2 separate regions of the Bos taurus genome follow, and region 1 is linked to region 2. A link is a contact called in public Hi-C data. All regions are on one chromosome and are shown on one strand. The core of a region is the stretch at or near the end of the contact, and the rest is flanking DNA. Distances in the headings are between cores, read along the strand shown.

Region 1 (6,856 bases), core at 3,717-6,216, 150 kb after region 2:
TAATGTCTCTGCTTTTGAATATGCTATCTAGGTTGGTCATAACTTTCCTTCCAGGGAGTAAGCGTCTTTTAATTTCATGGCTGCAATCACCATGTACAGTGATTTTGGAGCCCCCCAAAATACAATCTGACACTGTGTCCACTGTTTACCCATCTATTTCCCATGAAGTGATGGGACCAGATGCCATGATCTTAGTTTTCTGAATGTTGAGCTTTAAGCCAACTTTTTCACTAGTCATGGCCAAATACACAGTAACCTAATTCCTCAAATTATGAGACCATCTAGTAAGATTTAAAATATAAATGTAGAGGTTGAAAGATGCATTGTACATTTTCATTGTATTATGAAAGCCAAGTGTGTTGGAAATTGCTCTTAGGTGCCTGAGCATGCCTGGAGATGACTGTTTTGAACTCCTTCACGGCTAAGTAACTGGTAATGTAGTTAGAAAAGTAGGTTAAGCCAGTCTTCGATTGTTGGTTGGCTGACATCATGTTTGTTTTAGAACTCTGATCTTCTAAAAACGTTGGTCATAATGTCATTTTATGAAACATTTATGAAGTGTGTAGAATGTTGCTATGTTGACTGTGAAACCAAATGATATTTCTCCTTCCCATAGTTGCAAGACATTTTTCTCACAAGGAAAAAAAACAGTTCATTTCACCTTTTCCTTAAGAATCACAGACCTATTTGACAACTGCCCCCCACCCCCCGAGTAGAATATTATCTGGCAACTTTGAAGTACATGGTTCAAATGGAATTACTCTAATAACAGTGCATGCAAGGTCCATGTGGGTATGTCTCATCTAACTTGATTATTCTCCTTAGATTCAAAATTATAGCCTGCAAATTGAAAATTATATATAGCTTTTGCAAGGCGAGACCATAATTCTAGGCTTGTACCATTTTTTTTCAATCCCAATAAATCACCTTCAAAGTAGGCCTGACAGTCAACTGTCTTCTAACGTCCAGGAGAGCCCAAAGTCACCCATTTGACAAAGTACCGCTGTTTAGGTTCCCAGCAAACTTGAGACTCCTTTGAGAATTTTCTCACATTTCTCTTATACCTGGGAAATATGCTATAGGCCAGTATTGACTTTCTGCCTGCAGAGTCAATATATTACCTGTGCAGGTCCCTCCAAATTAGGCTTGCCTCCTTCACATCCCAGAAAAGGTCAGGGTAAATGCATATCAGAACATGATAGCAGTAGGCGTCCCATGATAATTATGTCTACTGTGCCTGCTTGATGTCTAAGATAGCCTACTGGCTTCTTGAACTATCTTTTAGAGCAAAGATTTACACGTTGTGGGTCACAATACACTGGTGAGTCTCCTTGCAGTATTTTAGAGTGAAGTGGGATGGGATGGGATGGGATGGATTGGAATGGACTAGAATAGGGTAGGAGAGACTAGGAAATATCAAAGGGGACAGGGGAATAGAAGACATGGAGAGGTTCATTTTCAATAAAGGTTCATCAGGAGCTTTTGAGTGATAGTTTGCATGTGAGTGTGCACAGTAAAAGCAGCCCTCCAATCTGTGTGATCTTCATATTTCACTGGAGATGATGAATTTGGTCAGGATGGCTAAAGTGAAGAACCGGGCACGTCACTGAGTTGACATACACAGAGTCTAGCCTGCTGCAACAAACCTGTGCCGCTGTGTCTGGGGACTATGGCCAGGGGGCTTAGAGTAGATTCCCTGTTGTCCAGGTGGGTTCTCAAGAGCTCTTCTGGGAATGTGTTGAAGTACGAAGGAAATTCTAAAATAGAACCAAGTATAGGACTAAGTGACCAAAGATTAGGAATACAAACTACCCAAATGAAGTAGGGAACGTTTCTTTGAACAGTTTACAAATCCGATCTGTAAGTCTGTTGTTGTCTGTTCCACCCACAGTATCCTAATGCTGACTTGCCAGCTTTGTGAAGAATGTGCCCTGTTATCTTCTATGACATTAGGTTTATTTGCTAAAAACACTGGTGGGTGACAGTACATTGTGTCTTAACCCTTGTTAAGAAAACTCAAGAGCACATTTAATATTTTCTCACCAGGGAATGGATCAGATCAATGAAATGTCTTGGCCTTCAAGTATCTGTTCATTTCAGAATAAAGGCCCGTATTTTAGAAATAAGACCTTTTGATGCCTTCTTTTCAATTACCTCTTTTTCTAATTTAAAAATGATGCGTGCTTATTGTTAGAAATAGACCCATAAATATCTTAAATCCACATTATTTCACAGTTGTCTTACTTGTTTTACATTGATGAGTTTGTTTTAGTAGCACATCCAAATTGTTAGACTCAGAAGGTCAGTGAGGTAAAATTAAAGCAAGTACTTTAGAAGATTGTAAACACAGAATAAATTTTCAGCTTCATGTAAATGAGGTGTGATTTCCATAATAAAGCCATAATGGCCACTGGTGCATAGCAATAAAGCCAAGGCTGCAATTACAGAGAAAAGAGATAATTCAGCACCATACTTTCTTTAAAAATGGCAATGAAATTCATTGAAGTCATATTTTACACTAAAAAATAAAGAGATTTTGTGTATTCTCAGTGGAAGCTACTAACTCCCATAAGTAGACTTTTCTAATGATAGTAATACTAAATGACAAATGCACTGGCTGAATTTTTCTGTTTGTTTTTTTACTTTCCACCAGTAACTTCTTTCACTAAAATCTTTTCAGATGGCTTTGTTTTTCACATTAGTGATTCTTGCTAATGTAAGTATTTCAAGGATTTGTTTTTTTTCTCCCTCATTGTGGAACTTTATCTTGACACAAGCTTGTCTTTTTTTATTAATAGTATAGCTTTAAAAAAATAGTAGTAAAATATGCATAACTTAAAATTCACCATTCTAAGTGTACAGTTCAGCAGCAATAAGTGCATTCACAGTGCTGTGCAACCATTACCACCGTCTATTTTCAGAACTTTTCATCATCCCAAACATAAACTCTGTACCCATTAAGCAATAACACCCTCATCCCCTCACCCCCACCCCACCCCAGCTCCCGGTAACCTCTATTCTATGCTTTGTCTCTGAATTTGCCTGTTCTAGGCGCTTCGTGTACGTGGAATCTTACAGTATTTGTACTTTTGTGTCTGACTCATTTTACTTAACATGTTTTCATGGCTCATTCACGTTGTAGCATACGTCAGAATTTCACCCCTTTTTAAGGCTGAGCAATATTTCATTGCATGTACATATCACGTTTTGTTTTTCTGTTCACCTGTTGAGGGACTTTTGGGTTGTCTCCACCTTTAGGATAGTATGAATGGTGCTGCCATGAATACTGATGTACAAATCTCTGAGTCCTTGTTTTCAGTTATTTTGAGCATATACCTCGGAGTGAAATTTCTAGACTATATAGTAATTGTATTTTTAACATTTTGAAGTACCACCAAACCATTTTCCACAGCAGCTGCACCATATTTCAGTCTTACCACCAAGGCACCAGGGTTCTAATGGCTCCACATCCTTGCCAACACTTGTAGTGTTCATAATATCGACAAGAGCCATCTTGGTGGGTATTCATCGTACCTTATTGTGGGTTTAATTTGCTTTTCCTTAGTGACTAGTGATGTTGATCATCTTTGCCTGTGCTCAGTGGCCATTTGTTTATCTTTCGGGAGAAACATCTCTTTAAATCCATTGCCCATTTTGGAATTGGGTTTTTTGGTTTCTGTTGAGTTGTAAGGGTGTTTATATATTCTGGGTAGCACTGTCTTTTTACAGAAAAACGTTTGTTTCTTTGTTTATTATTGGCTGTGCCAGGTCTCGGTTGTGCCATGGGGGATCTTCTGTCTTCGCTGCAGCTTGTAGGATCTTTAATTGCAGCACGCAGGATCTTCAGTTGTGGCATGATCTCTTAGTTGCAGCATATGGAAGCTAGATCCCTGACCAGGGATCGAACCTCGCCCCCTGCATTGGAAGCGTGGAGTCTTAGCCTCTGGATCACCAGGGGAGTCTAAACAGTCTTAATCCAGATACCATTATTCCATGGGCCCCGAACTGTGTTTTAAGGGTTTCCTTTTATTGAGAACATTGGAATGATTCTGTTTTCTGTTAAGGAATTCACTCCTAAATGTAACTTGTTAACATTGCCTCTTATAAATGGCTACATCAGTAAGCACGGCTTACACAGCCAACAGAAAAGTTACTAGCCTTTCACCAAATGTGAAGTATCAGCTTAGGAAATATGTAACTAAACGCTGTTCATTAAAAGAGCATTCATTTTCAGTTTGCCCAGTGGATTTCATAGGAGCTTTTGAACAGAAAGAAGCGTGTCCCCCCACTTTCATTACCGTCTCCCACTCTCACACCCCTTCTTTTGATCACTGTTACTCCTGACCCCATGGGCTTCCCAGGTGGCGCGTGTGGTAAAGAACCCTCTTACTAATGCAGGAGACACAGGTTCAATTCCCGGGTCAGGAAGACCCCTGGAGAAGGAAATGGCAATCCACTCCAGTATTCTTGCGTGGAGAATCCCATGGACAGAGGAGCCTGGTGGGCTGTGGTCCATGGGATCACAAAGAGTCAGACACAGCTGAGCAACTAACACAACACACTCCTCTTGACCCCAGAAAGGTGAAAGGTACCTCCTTTAGGTTAACCATAAAGCCGATGAAGCATACATTTTAGGGCCTCAACTTTCATTGGCCCCTTCCAAGATCTTCTATCTAACTATGCTTTGGAAATTTTTATTTCTTAAAGAAACTTTTCAGAGTTTTATAACCTTCAGGCCCACAGAATCCAGATTTCCCTCTGGATATGTTTCTTCCATCTGAAATCAGGTCTGAGTCATTGTTGCACTGCCAGAAAAGCAGGCAAGGGTCTTCTGTTCAGTATGCTGAGTTATTTACGACTGGCTTTCTTTCCGTGCGGTTTCTGATCTGGAGTGCCAAGCTACCACACTTTTCTGCAGAGTTCCAGAAAAACATGAGCTCTGGGTGTTTCTCGCCAGCCCTGGTATGCTCTTTTGGCTTGTGCAATGAGCTTTATCAGCACACAGCGCTCGTCTGGCTCTCGGCGCTCACACAAACATGCAGGCCAGATTTTGACAATTTGGTTTGTCGCTGTTCATGCAAAATATGCACGTCCTTTTGTACTGCGCACCGAGCCAGAAATAGAATCTTGTAGTTGCACAGTGAGAGCAAAGCAGGCAATTGCCAGACTAATACCTAACCTTTGAAAACTTTAATAAGGACAGCTTAGGCAGTTTCCTAAATATTAGGGTATCTTGTCAGAAGCACAAATGAGTCTTCTGGGCTTTATCAAATTGTATGACTTCATTAAGCAAAAATAAATTTTTTTAAAAAAAGGCTAAATAAACCTTAATATATTCACTCCTGTCCTATGGTAAGGCATTAATGACAAAAGGACTATTCATCTGTAAATTATGTTGCATTATATTATTATTTGCTCTGTGTAGTGGTAATAGACAATTGACATTTTTTCCGTGAAAAGAATATCTCACAAGATGTCATCATGGTCTCCTCAAAAAAAAAAAAAAAAAAGAAATGCTCATGTTCCTTCTTCCCTGCTTTTTCTTCTCTCTTCTGGAACTATTCTGTCCTAATGCCATTAGTCTGTACAGAGCAAGGTATGTACCCACTGGAAGGTGCCCAGGGTGGAGGGTCCCAGCCCCATCATCGTGAGGGGGCATCCATGTGAACAGTGGGGTGTACTCACAAGGCTCATGAGACCCTGAGTGGGTTTGGGGGGGCCATCTGTGCCAGGGACGGATGACAGCAGTGGGAGATTGGTTGCAATCAACTCGAGCTGATCAAATAGGTAAATATTTTAGGAATAAAGAGAAGTACATTGCTTACCAACAGAGAAGGAAATTAAAATACAGAGAAAGAGAAAATTACAGTTAACCTTGTGGCACTGGATTGGAATTGAAAGTATTGGTATAAAAGGATGTTTTTCATTATACAGAGATAGATATAGATATAGGGATGTGTGTGTGTGTACACGCGCGTGCATGCACACGCACAGACATGTATGCTCTAGCTCTGAGAGGACTTAGGAACAGCAGCAATCCAACACCAAAGACTATATGCAGCCCCGGACCTTGGTTTCTAAACACCCTTCTACTAAAAGGAACCAGGACTGTGGCAGGGGAAGTATGAGATGAACTTGAAATGCCTTGTTGGGTCAGAAGCAAGGAAATGCTCCCAGAACGATGACCTGACAGAAGTCACAGAAACCATCTTGAAGGGGCTCCCATGAATCAGACTTAGGACAATTTGAACATCAAAATAAACAGGTAGTAGTATAAGGGCTACAATCCAAGGAGTCTCAAAAGTCGGACATGACTTAGCAATTAAGCAACAAAGTATACCATAACCCATTACATTGAGAATCTATGAATCTATATGATAAAAATAAATGAATAAATCAAATGTTTGATAAGTGAAAGAATATGTACCTAGTTCCTAAGTGATGCCATACAAGATACGTACTAATTACAAAGGAAAAAGGACTAACTCTATAGTGGAGGACTCGTGCTGGCACTACCTTAATCAAGTGGCCAAAACGAACAGCCTAAATAACGGGACAAATTGAATTATTGTGGAAACCAATGGAATGCTGTAAAAAGAACCCAGCATCACTTCTGTGATTTCTGGCTAAGTTTATAATCTAAATCATGAGAAAATATCAAATTCAAATTTAAGGATGCTCTACAAGACAGACTTCCCAGGTAAGATCAGTGGTAAAGAATCTGCCTGCCAAGCAGGAGGTGTAGTTTCGATTCCTGGGTCGGGAAGATCCCCTGGAGAAGGAAGTAGCAACCCACTCCAGCATTCTTGCCTAGAAAATCCCATGGACAGAGGAGCCTGGTGGGCTGTAGTCCATG
Region 2 (6,178 bases), core at 458-2,957:
AAGAAGGTCTGTGCCAAAGAATGTTCAAACTTCCGCACAATTGCACTCATCTCACATACTCACAAAGTAATCCTCAAAATTCTCCAAGCCAGGCTTCAACAGTACATGAACTATGAACTTCTAGATGTTCAAGCTGGATTTAGGAAAGGCAGAGGAACCAGATCAAATTGTGAACATCCAATGGATCATAGAAAAAGCAAGAGGATTCGAGAAAAACATCTACTTCTGCTTTACTGACTATGCCAAAGCCTTTGACTCTGTAGATCACAAAGAAACTGTGGAAAATTCTTCAAGATGTGAATACCAGACCACCTTACCTGCCTCCTGAGAAATCTGTATCAGGTCAAGAAGCAACAATTAGAACCGGATATGGAACAACAGACAGGTTCCAAATTGGGAAAGGAGTACGTCAAGGCTGCGTATTGTCATGCAGTTTATTTAATTTCTATGCATAGTGCGTGCTTGCGTGCATGATAAATCACTGTCGTGTCTGACTCTTTGCAACCCCATAGCCTGCCAGGCTCCTCTGTCCATGGGACTCTCCAGACAAGAATACGGGAGTGGGTTGCCATGCCCTTCTCCATATCATGCAAAATGCAGGGCTGGATGAAGTACAAGATGGAATAAAGATTGCCAGGAGAAATATCAATAACCTGGCTTAAATATCAATAAGCTGGTTTAAAACTCAACTTTCAAAACAACGAAGATCATAGCATCCAGTCCCTTCAGTTCATTTCAGTTCGGTCGCTCAGTTGTGCCCGACTCTTTGCAACCCCATGAACCGCAGCACACCAGGCCTCCCTGTCCATCACCAACTCCCGGAGTTCGCCCAGACTCACATCCATCGAGTCAGTGATGCCATCCAGCCATCTCACCCTCTGTCATCCCCTTCTCCTCCTGCCCTCAATCTTTCCCAGCATCAGGGTCTTTTCCAGTGAGTCAGCTCTTCGCGTCATGTGGGCAAAGTATTGCAGTTTCAGCTTCAACATCAGTCCAAGGATTTTTATAACTTTGCATTTAATGTGTGAATTTATGTAAGTGCAATATTGTTTTTTGCATGTGTATTAAGTTTTTTACCCAAATAGAAAGTATCCAAATGTCAATATTGGCTAAACTTTTAATTTTTTAAATATTAGAGAATTTTTTTCAGATTTCCATGAGTCCAAATTTCTGAGTGGGCAATATAATTATCCTTTGCTCGTGTGATAATTTTATTATCCTAATCAGCTTGATCTTGCACTTTTATGAACCATTCCATTTAATGGAAAAGAGGAAATACTGTGGTTTCAAGTTTAATTATAATAATTTTACCTAGATTTGAAAGACACATTTCTCATCGTGTGAGACCCTATATAATATAGATTACCCAACTCAATTAACACTTGCACAGCATCCACTATGGACAGTGTATGGTGCACAGGGCCAGGGATAAACAGTACCTGACTTTAAAAAGGGGAAAGCAAAACAGGTTGATTTACTACAGAGTGTCCGTGCTAAAATATGACTTCTGAACAGGTGCCATGAGAGCTCAGAGAAGCAACCACTTCATTCATCCCAAGGTGACTTCAAACAGATGATATCCCAACTGATCATGCAAAGAGATTAGCTCAGTAGACTTTTGATAGGTCAGTTGAAGGAGGAAGGGAAGAGGAGATACTGGCTGCAGTGTGTCCAAGTAGAGCAAGTAGCCTTGGTAAACACAGGCAGTTCTGATAGAATTTGTCATGCGTTGATGGAGAAAGAGATCAAAGTTCAGTTTAAGATGACTGGAGTGAGTATAAAGTAAAACTGGGGCAAAGTGGAAGATGAAACTGAACTGGTAAGCAAGAGCTTGTGATCAAGATCCAGGTGTCAAAGAAGCTTGTAATTTACCATTGATTGGGAAACAGTGGAGATTTAAGAGTAGAGAGGTGATAGGAAAGGAATCAGTTATTGAAAAACTTAGTCATTTATCCAAGAATATAGCGAACTCAGTGGAGCTTCTGAAAAGTTGACATCTTTTATTTTTAGTTCAGCAAATTGATAAATATCACTGGGCGAAATGTTTAATTGCTTAAAAGTGATATAATTTTACTTAGAAATTGGTAAATCTTTTACAATCACGGATTATAAGAATAAATACCTTTTTGCTCTCATCAGTACTTTAGAGCTAAATTGTATATAATGATTAAATTGAAGCATGGAAAGTAGAGAAGATTCAGCAGCATGCAATTGACAACACAATTTCTGAAGAGAAATATTTCAGTAACTTGCCCTTTCTTCTTCTTTGATTAACTTATAATTAGGTGTGTTTCCTTGATGGTGGACAGATATGAAATCACTATCTCTGAATAGGCACATACTTGAAAATCTTTGCTATATACCGACCGAGAGAAAAATCACTGACAGTTTACCACTAATCTAGATTTGAGCACTTGAAATCTTAACACCTTAATTGAAATTGATCAGAAAATAAGTGGTTCAGAGGAGCTGAGCTACAAAGTTAGAATAGCAAGGACCATAAAGAACTCTCACTTTATGTTTTTACTTTACTCACTTGGTTTTATTTTCCTTCACCACCTAAATTGTTAGAAATTTTCCACTTGCTAGAAAGGGTTTCTCAAGCACTGTTAGACAGTTCCTGAAAAGTTAGTCGTTTATTTTAGCTTATCTTCCTTGTGGATAAATCTGTCTGTAATCATTTTAACAGGTGAGATAATTCAAGGAAGTGGTCATTTGCTCGGAAATGAGTTTGCAAGGCTGTGAATTTTTTTTCGTTAGGAGTATGATTTCCCATTTCATTTTCGCGTGAAAGGTACTTTTCCACCTTGTCACGTCTACATTGAGCAAGTCCGCCCACTAGGAGGCGCTCTTTCCAAGCTCATTTATCAAAGCACCCAATAAACCTTGTTGGGGTATTCACTTTTTCTGTTTCTAAGCTAAAGATGCTAACACACAGTCCTTTTTTGCTAGTGAAAGCAGGCCTTTTTTATTGTTGTTAAAACAACAATAACAAAAACTTCCAGACGTTTTGGTTGGTACCTGTTTTTCTAGGTATTGTTTTGTGGCCAGAGGTGTTTAATTTTTTAGAAAAATGCAGTCTCTTTGGTTTCACATGTTCATTAAAAGTTCTAATAATGCCTTTAAAATAGTGATTCTTTCCCCAATATTTTTTTCTCTTAAGTAAAATCATATAGATCCCTAATTTTATCTCAGCTGTGAAATGTTGAGGCTATTAAGCCATAATAGAATGCAGTGTTACAAAAAGTAATCAGTGATTTGTGTTAAGAAGAGTTTTCAGTTTCCTAAAATCATCAGAGACTGTAGGGATGGTGTGTAGCATATATACGTAAACATAAACACCGTTGAGAATTACCAGACCATAGAGAACATTTTCTTAGTGGCATGTGAAAGTCAGTCTCATTGTGGCTGGTCCCATACTGCTATAAGCAGGCCCCTGGTCATAAGGATGCACATAAAATTTAACTAAAGTCATTAGGGGTGTCAGAGAAAAAATCACACTCTGCATCTTAGAGATAGTAATTAATACAGCTATTTAATTTTCAGACAATTTCAAACTTCTGTTATTGAAGAGAATAACTGAACATTTAAAATGCATTTCAAATCGGGATTGGCTGGTTTACCTTAAAAAGCATGAATTTTCAGATTTGTTGTGTCAGAGTTAGAGACCTGGCCCCATGTATTCATTCATTCGTTAAGTGCAGACGGTCCTATCCCGGACTTTGTTAAGAGCAATCAACATAAGGACAGAAATCCCTTTACTTGTGTTTATATTTGGTTAGTGGTGGTGGCAGGGGACAAGGGTGTGTACCAGGTTGCAAGAAAAAAGGGTAAAGCTCTTAGAAGAGGATTGAAAGTAGCAGAAGCTGAGCTATTTTATACAGAGAGGCAAGGAGAGGTCTCTCTGAAAAGGTATCATTTGAGCAGAGATCTGAAAGAAGTGAGAAAGAAGCTCACACGCAGGACTAAGGGAGAAAGTTTCAGACAAAAGGAAAAGCGGGCACAGTTCTGTGGTTTATTCTAGGAACAGTCAGAGAACCTGGGCCTGAAATGTGGAGAAGGGTGTTGGCAGAGGAAGACAGAGAGATGAGAGCGGGCCAAGTAGAATTTTCCTACCAATGAGATGGGGATATCATGGGTGGGATTTGTTCAGAAGAATGGACTCATCTGACTCAACTTTTCACAGGGTCATTCTAATTTCCGAGGTGAATCTAGGCCACATGGGGCTGGAATGAAAGAGAGAAAATTAGCTTAAGTGGTTTTGCAATTGTTTAGGCAAGAGATGATGGGTTTTTGATGAACCTGAGGAAGTTCCTTAACTTTGTTGAGGCTATTCCCTCCTGGCAGCAGAAGATAATGAGACCGATGTATCAACTTGTTTTGAGGATTAAATGACAGAACATGCTGGCTTCATTTGGCTAAGGTCGTGTAGAACTGATTCGTTCAGAAGGTCATCTCTTTGAGTTTTATATGCATAGATCTTTGAGTTTTATATGCATGGACATGTGTGCACACACCCATGTGTAATATCCTGTATGTGTATTTCACTCAGTCAAAATCATGTCTTTGATTATTGTAGGAGTCAGTCTACTTACTGTTCTCTCGGTCTCCTTTCTTCTTCATCACATACATTTTTCCACGTTAACTATATTTCTCAACAAAGTTCTGAGTATGTGTTTCTTTGCCAGCACACTCCCAGGTCCCAGACCTGTGATGATCCCCTGTAGCTTTGTCATCGTCAACTCAGTGGACATGAAGCTGATCAAACTCCAGGAGATAGTGAAGGACAGGGAAGCCTGGCGTGCTGCAGTGCACGGGGTCGCACAGAGTCAGACACCACTGAGCGACTGAACAACAACAATAACTTTAGCATAAACTCAGAACTTTTGAATTCAGTTATTTGAAGTCTTCAATATTCAGTTTCCTTCACCCACTGTTGAAGCAACACCAGACTGCTTGCTAGTTCCTGTAAGTGCCCTGTTCTTTAATCTTCTTGTGTTTGATTTAGGGTCCTTCTACCTAGAATGTCCAGGGTATGAATCTCAGTTCCCCTCACACACAGATATGGAAGGAATATGACTCTTATTTGATCATAGCCGGATCGAGCCCCATTCTGCTAGGGTGTAGAAACGTAATCTGGCAATTCTGGGCTTCCTTGGCCTTTTCCTGTGGCTATACTCAGGTCCTTGGGGACTCTTGTAATTGTAAGCCACTGGGGGGAGGAAGGCAGGGACATCAGTCTGGTCCTCCGTGGAGATCCCTTGGCAATAACATGCTGCCTCGCATCTCACATGTCTGCCACTCAGCTGCTCCAGAGTCAGAGACCAAGGCCCTCCCTTCTCTTCCCTCAGGGGTGAGTAGTTCTGAGACTTGGTATCTCCCTGCAGTCCCCTGGGCCCTGAATGCCAGCAGTGGACTGTGGGGGATTAGCTGTAATTTATTCGGGCTAGTTTTGCTCTCTAGTAGAGAGAGGAGAGATTGATTATGCTCTGAGACTTTTGGAAGTTCATAGTGTTGTATGTTCAGCAGGAAAACATGGGCATATGATTTGCTAATCGTTCTTTTGTTATTGTTTTTAGTTAATAATTCTGTGGGCACCACAGAATTTACACCTTTACCCCTGTACACCTGTGATGTGTGTTCACGACAGAAAGATGTGCTGAACTTTTATATGTGGATGTCCGGATGTCCTGTGTCTTAAAGCGGTGTTTCTCAGAAGATGGGTGGAAAGCCAAGTCGATCAGGGCTACTTGTTCAAAATGTGGTTATTCCAGAATTTTTGACTTGGAATCTTTCATGATGAAGACTGAGAGTCTGCACTTGTAATGAATTTCTAAGGTGATTCTTTTGTACCCTAAAATGTTTCAACCATCGTTGTAACTTGTGGGGAAAGACAGTGGCCATAAGACAGTGTTCTTCCAAATAACCTTTTTGATTTCTTCTGGGCCAGGATATTTTGGACTATGGATCACACAGAGCTAATTAGTACTGGATTATTAATTAGTTTACTATCTGTGTATTTCCAACATAGATTGTACTTTTCTTTCTCTCTCACATGAATACAAACATTTTGTCAGTATCTAAATCTAGATTTAGATCTATACTTAAGAACTTTTAATCTTTTTATGATTTTTAAAGTGCTGTCAATTTATCTATAAATCTCTTTCCATTTTCATAC

What was found. Hi-C and Micro-C count contacts between places; a contact is called where the count stands out from the background.
Region 1: a contact with region 2 is called in a Hi-C map of liver, with 2.7 times the contacts expected there. The contact joins two enhancer-like sites. A contact is called at or near these places in 2 of 11 Hi-C or Micro-C datasets (liver and skeletal muscle).

Annotation. Positions count from the first base shown.
Region 1 is chr7:90,591,050-90,597,905 of ARS-UCD2.0, forward strand. The region is part of intron 86 of ADGRV1 (adhesion G protein-coupled receptor V1); the gene reads left to right. Among named protein-coding and RNA genes, the nearest start is that of MIR2464, 200 kb to the left of the region's middle. Within about 2 kb of position 4,967, at least 7 of the 102 cell types and tissues checked have an H3K27ac peak or open chromatin away from gene starts, as enhancers often do. A contact at or near this core is called in liver, where this site is marked.
Region 2 is chr7:90,448,229-90,454,406 of ARS-UCD2.0, forward strand. All of the region lies in intron 83 of ADGRV1 (adhesion G protein-coupled receptor V1), which reads left to right. Among named protein-coding and RNA genes, the nearest start is that of MIR2464, 60 kb to the left of the region's middle. Within about 2 kb of position 1,708, at least 2 of the 102 cell types and tissues checked have an H3K27ac peak or open chromatin away from gene starts, as enhancers often do. A contact at or near this core is called in liver, where this site is marked.